Linked DNA regions of Zea mays: regions 2 and 3 are each linked to region 1. A link is a contact called in public Hi-C data. All regions are on one chromosome and are shown on one strand. The core of a region is the stretch at or near the end of the contact, and the rest is flanking DNA. Distances in the headings are between cores, read along the strand shown. Region 1 overlaps LOC100383886. Region 2 has its middle 73 kb from the start of LOC100382180. Region 3 holds the start of LOC100382180 (Transcription factor TCP8).

The links. A called contact is a pair of places that touch in the nucleus more often than the background predicts.
Region 2: a Hi-C map of ear shows a contact between it and region 1, with 3 times the contacts expected there. The contact joins two enhancer-like sites. A contact is called at or near these places in 2 of 25 Hi-C or Micro-C datasets (ear and leaf).
Region 3: a Hi-C map of ear shows a contact between it and region 1, with 3 times the contacts expected there. The contact joins the promoter of LOC100382180 here to the enhancer-like site in region 1. A contact is called at or near these places in 12 of 25 Hi-C or Micro-C datasets (bundle sheath, ear, endosperm and 4 more).

What each region holds. Positions count from the first base shown.
Region 1 is chr4:211,465,180-211,468,830 of Zm-B73-REFERENCE-NAM-5.0, forward strand. LOC100383886 reads right to left here. Exons shown (of 10, transcript NM_001346823.1): 9 at 3,249-3,370; 10 at 2,126-3,170. The coding sequence ends at 2,598. Among protein-coding and RNA genes, the nearest start is that of LOC111591370, 11 kb to the right of the region's middle. Within about 2 kb of position 2,247, at least 9 of the 20 cell types and tissues checked have an H3K27ac peak or open chromatin away from gene starts, as enhancers often do. A contact at or near this core is called in ear, where this site is marked.
Region 2 is chr4:211,321,939-211,325,534 of Zm-B73-REFERENCE-NAM-5.0, forward strand. No RefSeq gene overlaps it. Among protein-coding and RNA genes, the nearest start is that of LOC100382180, 73 kb to the left of the region's middle. Within about 2 kb of position 1,488, at least 14 of the 20 cell types and tissues checked have an H3K27ac peak or open chromatin away from gene starts, as enhancers often do. A contact at or near this core is called in ear, where this site is marked.
Region 3 is chr4:211,248,155-211,251,945 of Zm-B73-REFERENCE-NAM-5.0, forward strand. It overlaps LOC100382180 (Transcription factor TCP8), which reads right to left and starts at 2,462. Exons shown (of 1, transcript XM_034059840.1): 1 at 1-2,462. The coding sequence starts at 1,281. The coding sequence ends at 118.

The sequences.
Region 1 (3,651 bases), core at 997-3,496:
GTTGTTCAGTTTTTGCAGTTCAATTTTTGTAGTTCAATTTTTGCACTACAAAATCTTTAGTTTTTGCAGTTCAGTTTTTTGCTGCTATAGGCTAGCTAGCCAACCAGAACCATCCATCCTCTTTCTTGCTTTTCTTTTTGCTTTCTTTGGCGTGGTTGTTTGTGGTCATACATACATTCACGCAGAGCAGAAGAGCTAGCTAAGCTAGGTGGGTGCCTGCAACGCGGGACAAAGAAAACTATTTGCTGCCTGGCAAGATGCTAATGTTGCCTAGTAGTTTATTCCATTTTTTGCAGTTTAGTTTATGTTTCAATTCCAAGTTTATTTGTTGATGTATCTTTGTAACAATTTTTTGGTAGAGGAATAAGGAAGCAAAAGGATATAGACATAAGGTTGTGAAGTTTTGGGATCTACTCAGCCTAGTGTACAATAAAGACCAAGCAAATAGAGAGGGTACTAAAACAGCAGCTGAAAGTTCAAAGGAAATGGCAAAAGAGAATGATACCGGAGGCAAGGATGCTCCATATTATGTATCTTTCTCGAGTAGTTTAAAAAGACAAAGATCATATGATTCATTTAACTCTATGTAGTGTGATAAGTTTGACATGCTTACATCTGCATTGAAAGATGACGGTCCAAAGCTACCCTCTTCCGCCGAAGTTCTCGCCGCATTACAAGAGGTTGAGGGACTTGATGAAGACACAGAACTTGAGCTTTTTATGACATCCTCACCTCTAATGCACGCAAGTTTGAGTCGATGATGGCACTCCCAATGGAAAGGAGGAAGAGGTGGCTTATGATGCAGCTAAGGAAGTGAAACAACTTATATGTGAACTTAGATCTATGTGTTGAACTGATTGTGTGAACTTGTCTTTGTGAAACTTTTGTGTGCGAACTTGATGGCTATGTGAAACTATTGTGTGCGAACTTGATGGCTTTATGAAACTACTATGTGAAGATTTGATGTCATTGTAGAACTTTTATGTGCGAACTTGATGACTTTGTGAAACTGTTATGTGTGACTTGCCTTTGTGGAACTGTTATTTGTGAACTTAATAGTTTCTGATAGTTGTAAATTGTTCATGCTCATTTTTAAGCAGATGCAAAGTCAAAAGATCCTTGTTTGTATTCAAATTCAAATTCCGTGTGCAAAGTGTCCAAACAACATCTAGAATTTAATTCTAGGAATTCAATTGCTTGTACAACCAAACAAAAATAATGGAATTGAATCACTTTCTAGTCGATTGAATTCTATATATTTCATTTCTTGGAATTTATTTCTTGGAAAAGATTTCATTTCTAGGCATCCAAACGGGTTGTAAGTGGTTTTATTTATTTATCACATATTTGAATATGTGAATTGTTTTTCGTTTATCTGAATGACTTATTCGGGTCATACAGATATTATTTATAATGAAATATTCTTCTGCAAAGAATACTACTCGTATTGCTCCTTATTATTGTTTCAGGGAAATTATACCGACCTCTTGTGACTTCACGGTTCACGCTCGGGGGCTACTGACTTCTAGTCAGATTAGAAAAAAAAACCAGTCAAAGTGATAGGATCTCCGGTAATCTATCATCATCTACTATATCAATAATCTGGATTCGACTCCAACTCACATTCTTCTTTAACTTGTACACGATTACTAATAGTGTCGTGCCTAATAGTGCTAGTGTTGTGCCGGGCCGGGCCAACCTATACTTGGTATCGACTGTGTACTGTAGACATGAGAGTTTAATAATTACTGTAGACAAAGATGTTAGGAGCTCCTATAAAATCTTTCATTACCAAAGTTTAATAATAAGGAAATGTATAAAAACTCAGTAATTTTGTCTTGAGCTTTTATTGAAGGACAAAATATGTCTTAGCCTGACTCTGCTTGATTCGGCCGCCCCACTGTTAGAAATATATGAAACCTGATAGTTATCGTCACCTCATTTCTTAGAAATATATAGTTAAGATGAGTTCGTACATGACCGCACCTTTCCTCGTAGGCATATAATTATTGCTAATATGAGAAATAAACTTATTCCACTAAATTTTAAGAAATGAACTCAGGAAGCGTCACTTTCATCGAATAAACCGAACACAGTATTTCAAATAACATGTCATAGCTACTCCTACAGTAACTTGTGCGACTGGCATCATTTTATTCAAGTTTTAGAATGAATACAGTAACAAGGTACTACGGCGCGCTGACCAAATCTGAGAACAATGCTATAGCTTGTGTGCTGCAGCCGGCTCCACCATAAGCTCCTACAGTCCTACACCTACAATATATACTAGCACTAAATTAACCCCTCCCTAATTTCATCATGTTTTTATACAGGTCATCCAGCTGACGAGCTCAGGTAACCCAGCATACAGCGGAGTGCCCGACTGACAAGACCACGACAGGAAAAAAAACCGCAACAAAGCCAAAACCACTACTCAGTTCGGCTGACACATGTTCTCCACATTGTTCTACGACACAACCAGAGGGGAATAGCGTTTCTTCGTCACTCTGCTTATGATGTCGCCTAATCCAACAACCCAGCAAGGATGTCTGCCTCACGAACTCAACAAATGATGTGGATGACAAGTGTAGCTAACGTCAGCAGCTGATCTCCCCTTCCTCGGTGTTAGGATCCATCAAAGGCGATATGCTATCCACCATCTCATGTTCTGTCCCTTCGGAATATTTCTTTGTGTCAACGAAAGTGGATGGTGATAGGCTGTTCGCCATTTCATGCCCTACAGCTCCCTGGAAGTCATCCTTCGTGCCAATAACCTTCACGGCTGATATGCAGTCTTGCATTTCATGCCCTGCTGCGTCTTCCTGGAAATCTTTCCTCGTGTTAATGTCCGCTCCCTGGAAGTCATCCTTCGTGCCAATGACCTTCACGGGTGATATGCTGTCTTGCATTTCATGCCCTGCTAAATCTTTCCTCATGTCAACGTCCATCGAGGGTGATGCGCTGTCCTCGACTTCCTGTTCCACCTCATCCTCGAGATCGTTCTTCATGAACAGGCCAAGCCTCTCCAGAGGGCTCCCTAACCCCGGTGGCAAGTCCCCATCAATAAAATCCACGATTAATTTGCCAGGTGGATTCGACTGCCACGTTTTGCTGAAGTTCTCCAGCTCCTTTAGGAAGTCACTGTTGTCAATATCAACAGTCTTCTTCATCTGCACAAGAGGAGATTTATCCCTTCATACCATCAAGCATATAAACTTGCAGGTCAGAAAACCGCAAGCAGGTTGTACCATGCGTACTGCCAGCCGTGCTGCTTCCCTTTCCTGCTCTCGCTTCACCCTCATTTCTTCCTCAAACTTTTGTTGTGCAGCTGCTTCAGCAGCCTTCACCTGAGCCTCAATCCTTGCTTTCTCTGTATTACAATGAAAACAAAATGAAGCGGTACCCATATTAGCATCCACAGGAATGGCATAGCTCATGTAAAGATGATAAAAAAAATCACAGCTTCTCAATATGCCATAATGTAGCTTCTTGACCGAATGTGCAAAGTACTGATTATATTTTCAATCCCTCAAAACAGAACTCTCGACCTCAAGATGCCTATTATTCTAGCGATATATGTACATAGATCATGTCTAAAGAGCACATAGAAGTAAATAGGAAATTTCATCAGCACAAATTGGTCGGAAGATG
Region 2 (3,596 bases), core at 238-2,737, 140 kb before region 1:
CACGTAATTAACAATCTCTGTTATGTCTGATTTTGCATGCTGCTTTCAGCGCAATAGACATAGTTAATTAATGTATGTCCCTCTTTCCATTTTTAGGCCTTGTTCGGTTATTTCAATTCCATGTGGATTGGTGTATATTGGAATGAATTAGGATGGATTTTAACTTGCAATGGATTTAAACCGACTCAATACCATCCAATTTATATAAATTAACAGCGAAACGAACAAGCCCTTAATTGACTATGCACCGACTCATCTTGATGTTAACCTGTTTAGTTACTAATTCCACACATATCGGTCCACTACACGTAAATAACACAGCTATTTTTTTTATAGTTCATCCTTTTTAAGAAAAAAATATAATTAGCATATTCCTTTATACTTTTTTAGCTATGCACCTTTTTAATTTATATATTTTCTATTCAAACTATCGATAATAATAAGTTAACCTCAAATGCATCTAATATACATAGAAAAACTATAAGTTTTAATTATGTTACATTTAAGATCATCAATCTGCAGCTTTGAATGATGTATCTGCGTATATATATATTTATGTGCATACATATTGTTGTATTCCTTTGTTACCAGTCCCCAAGATAAATATCACAAATCTGATTTGATTCTTTTTTAACTGCGTAGCTTCAGAACGTCATTATTTTGTGCTCATTAAGACCAATTTGTTGTTGCTTTGATGCATGTATATTTCCACTTACTTCTATATGTGTCCGTCTCAAATATACTGCTGCTCCTATATATCTATAATAGCGATTTTCTAACTGTGTAGATTTATCAATGAAAGACTCACGCGTGGCGCGAGCAGTTACTAGTACCGGTAAAAATGAAAATAGATAAGGATGGGCCTCCGTCTGTCCCACCTGGTATCCTGTGTTGGCACTAATACCTAGATATTGTTTGGTTCCTATATTTATAACGTAATAGATAACTGGTAATGCTAAATCATATTTTCTTAAGTACCATCGTAATCGGATATTACACTAGAAATACTGGCACATTATATTCAAATTTATTACCACTAGTACTCGAGTAGTGTGAATCATTATTATTGTTATTTACGTTACATTTTGTCAACCAAATAGCATCATAGATTATGACTTATAAAAAACTGTAACCTTTTTATATCGACTCGAATGGGGGAAAACCTAAAAATTATAGGTTCTGCATGATGCGATCCACGACTTTGCTGTTAGTTCATTCTTTAAAGTCCTCAAAATATAATGTGCAAAAAGAGCTCGGCCAAAGTACAAAACAATGCGGCGTATACATCATTTTTTTTCTTCAAATCCCATTGTGGAAGAATTCTAATTTCCTGTCCACGTCAGGTCGCTTTTCTCATGTGTCAGATCAGGTCAGGTGGCCAATCCTCTGTTGAGAAGAGAATTGCAATCAGCTAGTACATATGCATCCGCGTGGCGCGTAGCTCATTGTAGCATAATAGTACTCATTCATCGCGTAAAAGCGGCACGTCGCATAGTACGTAGTAGTTTGTATATGGACCCCGGCCAAGCATGTATCATGCCTCGTCGACAGCTAGCGTACGAGAAGCAGCTCCCTCTCGATCTCATAACAGGCATGCATATGGCTATATAGCTCATCCATGCCCATACCATACGCACACAAAAACAAAAACAAAAACAAAAACAAAAACAAAAAAAGAGCCCATCAAGATTCCTCTGCGTGTGCATGCAGAGTGGCTCTGTCAGTGAGAGCTCGGCTGCACTCAAGTATCAGCTCGCACGTGTGCCTGCCTGAACACGACTTGACGCGTGCCGCTATCCGTGTACCTATATGCAGCAAATGTGCAAGCAAAATCTTGAAATCTCGTGGAAATTGTAGTTTTCAACTTCAAAGTGACATGTGGATCAGTTTTCAGTAATGCCACACACACTAAGGTAGTGTTTGGTTACTAGGGACTAATTTTTAGTCCCTCCATTTTATTCCACTTTAGTATATAAATTGCAAAATATGGAAACTATAACTCTATTTTAGTTTTCATATTTGACAATTTAGTGACTAAAGTGGAATAAATTGGAGGGACTAAAAATTAGTCTCTAAAACCAAACACCCCCTAAGGCCTATGAATAATAATAATAAAGGACCGAAACAAACATAAAAGATAAATATAAGAAAATAAAAAAATCTTGGCACAAGACAATTTTACCTTGTGTCGGGGATACGATCCTCGGTCTCTAGAGTCCATCGGTCAGTGAGCATTGAGCCCGGTTTAGGCGTGGCAGAACTTGACAGAGGACGGGGCGTGCCGAAAGGAATCCACTCGAGGATCCCGCGTCTAGCCCAAGACCGACCCGTCATAAATGACTAGCTGCATTAAACGGTGTCTGGCGTCGAGCTACAGCAGAGGCGTTGGTCTGCCTCCCTCTTATGACCTACGGACTACAACACATTTATAACCTGCGCGCCCCTCAGCCTATGACGCGCTCATGACCTATCGGGACTAGGCCAGAGTGCACAGGTCGCTAGCAGGGCACAACACGACGAGCCGCGCTGAGCCCCATGCTACGAAGACCTGGGGTCGCCATAGCCCAAATGATGGCGCTTGGACCCACACTTCCTGCATCATCCGCCAGAAAGAATAAAAGACAGTCAGGCGACCCTGGGCCCACGAGCACATGTGGCTTTGCCTCGGGTAGAACACTTGGTTTTACCCTTGCCTGATGGCTCCTTGGGGAAGCCACCGCTAACCGACCCCTCTCTCAGGCTATAAAAGGGAGGGCTTGGCCCCTAGGTTAGGGGTTGATTCTTTTCTTTCAGATCCACCCACAAGGACGGACCTAGACGAGAACACGCTTAGAAGGACCGACGAACAGGAGGGGGACCCAGAGGCCGGAGCCCCGCCGCCAAGCCAAGATTTAGCTAGGACTCCACCGTGTAACGACCTCCACCATGAATAAGAGACTTAAGAGCCTCTCCTCCCTCTCTCGCCTGCTTGTAACCCCTACTATGAGCTTTGATCATCAATGGTGCAGGTAGCGCAAGCCATCGAGGACTGGAAGTAGAGACATCCTACACGAACCAGTATAAATCTCGTGCCTACTGCGCACACCGTCCGGAGCCCGAAACACGCATAATAAATTTACTTAATAAAGCGAGGTTCAAAATACCGACAGTTGGCACGCCAGGTAGGGGCTTTGCGCTTTCCACGATGAAGTTCTCCAAGCTTCGGATGGCTAGCCGCGATGCCAATCAATCTCCTAGAATGACGACCCGTTTCGGGAGCCTCGACTTCTCCTTCAACGAGGAAGGCAAAGCAGTTAAGGCCGCGGAAGCTCGACCTCCTCCGCGGAATCTCGACATGACAACGAGGGCCAGCGACGGCCCTCGCATCGAATATACCCCCGGAGCGACCATCTGCTTCGGAAGCCTCTATTTTGTCATCAACCTGGAGGGCGATATGGTCAGGGAAGCACCTGTCCGAGGTACTCTGCCTGAGAGCCCCGACACTGTCTTGGAAGCCCTTGGCGGCCTGAGCCTCGCTTCGTGCGGGTGGTATGAGGGGCACAACTGACCCTGCCTTTCGAGGCCGACAAGATAAGGCGACAAATCGTTATTGATAT
Region 3 (3,791 bases), core at 1,212-3,711, 220 kb before region 1:
ACCTAATCAAGCCACTAACTCTGCCCTAATCGCCGCCAAATGCCTGCTGCACCAGCGGCAGCGGCGCACACCTTGCACTGCAATGCTAGCTACCTCATCATGCGACCGATTCCATCCTTACTGGGGGCTCGCTGCGCCACGTCCGGCGTCGCCGCCGTTCGCCCCGCGGTGGCGCTGGGCCATCTCCCGCGTCTGCCCCTCGTCCTGCTGCTGGACGCCGCCGCTGGCGTTGAGCGCGGCGAGCATGCCGATGTTGGCGTCCATTGTCGTCCCGGCGGGGAAGTTGTTGGCGCTTCTTGTTGACATGAACTGGAGCGGCGCCTGCACCGTGCTCCCGCCGCCGCCGAACGCCCACGTGGGCTGCATCCAGAAGGCGCCAGCGCCGGCGCTGTTGGGCGCCACGGCCCACATTGCGGTGGCTGGCGTGACGCGGGCCTTGTGTTCCTCGGCGTCGCCGCCGTCGGGATGATGCTGGCGCGCCGCGGGGTCCTTGAACAGGTCGTCGTCGCCCTCCCTGTAGCGCTTCCTCATGAACTCCCCGGCGCCGGGATCTTGCGGCGCCTGCTGCTGCGGAGGCGGTGGGAGGAGCTGCTGCTGCTGCTGCTGGTGTGGGTGATGGTGGTTCCAGCCGAGCATGGCGGCGACCTCGTGCTGCGGCGGCGGGAGGTGGTGGAAGGCGACGGCGCGGGAGGCGGAGGACGGGTGGGACGCGCCGGCGGCGGAGCGGAGGGAGACGGCGAGCGAGGAGAAGTTCGCCGGGATGGTCCCGGTGCCGGTGGCGGCGACGATGGCGGGCTCGGCCTGCTGCAGCAGCCACTCGATGGTCTCGCCGTCGGTCTTGTGGCCCAGCTCCCGCGTGAGCTGGAACACCCGCGCCGCGCACAGCGCCGGCATCCGTATCCGGCGCCCGCGGCCCTCCACCTTGGTGTGGCGGTCCTTGGTGGGCCGTTTGCTCCCCGCAGCAGCCGCGGGCACCACGGCCTTCGTCTTGTCCGCAGCAGCGCCGGACGATCCTGCAGGCGCTGCTGCCGCCGCCGCCGACGACTGCTGCTGCTGCTGCGCCAGCTGCACATCCACCGGGACGGCGGGCGCGATGGCCCGCGACCCCATGAACTGCGCCATCCCGGCCGCGCTGGCAGCGGCGTAGTAGAACGGCTGGTGCCCCGCCGCTTGGTGATGGTGGTGGTAGCGCTGCTGTTGCTGCTGGTGATGATGCTGCTGCTCGGAGGCGCTCCTGCTGCTGTTGGTGCTCGTGCTCGTGCTGCTCGACGGCGCGTCCATGCCTCGTCGTGCTTCTGTCTTCCTTGAGCAAAAGAACCTCCGATCCCTTCGGAGCTAGCTAGCTACGCTTGCTCTCTCCCGGCCGCGTGGTGTGCGCCTTCATGCAGCACGAGCGACGGCGTTGGACGGAGGGGAGCGGAGCGGAAGAGGACGCGGCGGCGGCGGCGTGTGTGCACCGTTGCACGTGCGTGGCAGACGCGGATGTGGGTGTGGGGAGTGGAGATCAGAGGTGTGGGGCTGGGAGGCGAAAGAGAAAGAGAGAGGGACGTGGTGGAGAGAGAAGCGGGGAGGTCAGAGGGAGGGAGAGGATGGTGATGACTGAGGAGAGTGAGAGAGAGAGAGAGAGAAAGAGGGGTGGGGTTGGGGGTGTTGTTGGGTTATGTCATGGGTTAATTTCCTAAGCAAAAGCCATTGCTCTGGCTGGCAGGGACCTATAGCTACATACCCTAACCTCGTTGCTTCTCTTCCTCCCAACCTTTTTTTTTCTCATTTTCTGGTGGTGGAGCGTTTCCACTGCCATTTCCGACTGGCAACTCGTCGAGTTCAACTTCAAACCCACACAGCAAAGCATGCATATGGATCCGTAACAATCCATTGGTGTGAACGCGTGCATGGCCCGTTGATAGAGAAGAGGAGAAGAGAAGAGAATTTAAGAGGGAAAGTTTGTACGTACGCGCTTGCTTGGAGAGATCGAGCTGGATTATCTAATTATTTGCTGGCTGCGTGGGAGGCCGGGGTATATATGATTTCGATCGACCGGGCAGAAAAATAAAATCAAGCTGGACTAAATTATGTCGCTAGCTAGCAGCTCCTGCTCATCATCAACCCTATTTTTTTTTTTTGTAGATACTGCCCCTGCCTGTGCTAGGCTGCTATGTATGCATAGTTCCATCTTGCGTGCACTACTCTTTTTTCCATGATTCCACTCGTCCCTCGATCCCGTGACAGCACACATCGGTCATGTTCATGTCATTCCCCTTCCATACATATATTTACATACTCCACAGTTCCAACACAATAATCATCTCTCTCTCTATATAGATAGACTAGCATGCTGCAAAGTTCATGAAAACTGCTCACAATTAAGATTGTTATTGTGCATGCATGCATGCATGCATGCATGCATGCATGTTGTTGTCCTTTTTTATATATATATATGGCAGGTTCATATAATAATTATATTGTCTAAGACAAAAGAAAAAATGAATAGGATCAAATCAATTGGGACCATTTGGCCTGCGACGGAGCCAGCGCGACGGCGAGGGTAATTAGCAGTTTCTGGAAAAAAAAGGGGAAATATAAGCACTCGTGGGGCCTGGCCCTGGGAATGATGAGCCCAAAGAGGAGCTAAAGAGGGCAGAGCGGCCCCTTTCTTTTCCCTTTGCGCCGAGACACGCCTGAGAAACGCTAGAAAGCCCCCCCTCTTGTTCTCCTCCTTCTCTGGCCTTCCGTTCCGGCCGGTAATAATGCAATTCAAAAATAGTAGTACACTAAACCTGGATCATCTTAACTTTGACCGAGTTTATATACAACGCCAAGGTGTAGATAGTTTGAGTAGGTATATATAGATAGAACCATTATCTAAAAAAATATAGATAGAATCGGAATCGGATTTTTCTTCTTCTGTCGGACAGAGAGGTACTCTCTTCGTTTTTTTTAATTTGTTGTGTGGTTATGAACTGAGGGACGGTAAATATTCGAGAACGGAGCTAGATTTTAATGTTTAGATTAGAAGCATTGAAAAGTAACGAGTTTTTCTGCTGGACAGAGAGGTAGTATTCACTCACCACAACCATATCACACCTCCGGCTTCTTGAATTCGATGAGTAGAGTATTATATTTATACTAGTGTATGTGTATCATGTCATGTGTGATCCGCGGGTAGACGGGAGCGGGGCAGCGGAGCCATGCGGCGGGGAGACATCGCAGGTGCGGGGTGTCAGAGCGGGGAGCATCTAATGCTGCTGACAGCTCATCCCCAACAGCGCCAACCAGGTCTCTTCACTCACCTCCCTCCACACACTCCCTGCCCTGCCCTGCTCCCACACTCACTCTCACACTACACTACTGCTAGCCCCTGCTGCTGCTGCTTCTGAGCTGCTGCTGCCTGTTGCCTCTCCCCCTCTCTCTCTCTCACACACAACACACACAAAAGTCGTTCAAACAGATAGATAGATAGATAGATAGAGATGTGAGGCAAGGCATGCTACTCCTGCCGTCTCCATTTCCAAGGACCATCATGGGTTAATCACAAGACGATGCTCCACTCAGCTCTGAATCATACATGCCTAAGGCTAATAAGCTGGCCGCCGGCCACCAGTACGTACAGAGATAGATCGAGTCGCTCTGATCACCCAGTGCTTGCTAGCTAGCTAGCTAGCTCCAGTAGCCCTCCACACACCACACCTTTCCTTGCATCGTATCTTGTGCCTCAAGGTCGTTGTTAATTAAAATCGTGAGCCCTGATCGGATTGGAACTCGAATGTGGTACGGCAAAGCATAGAGTGTAA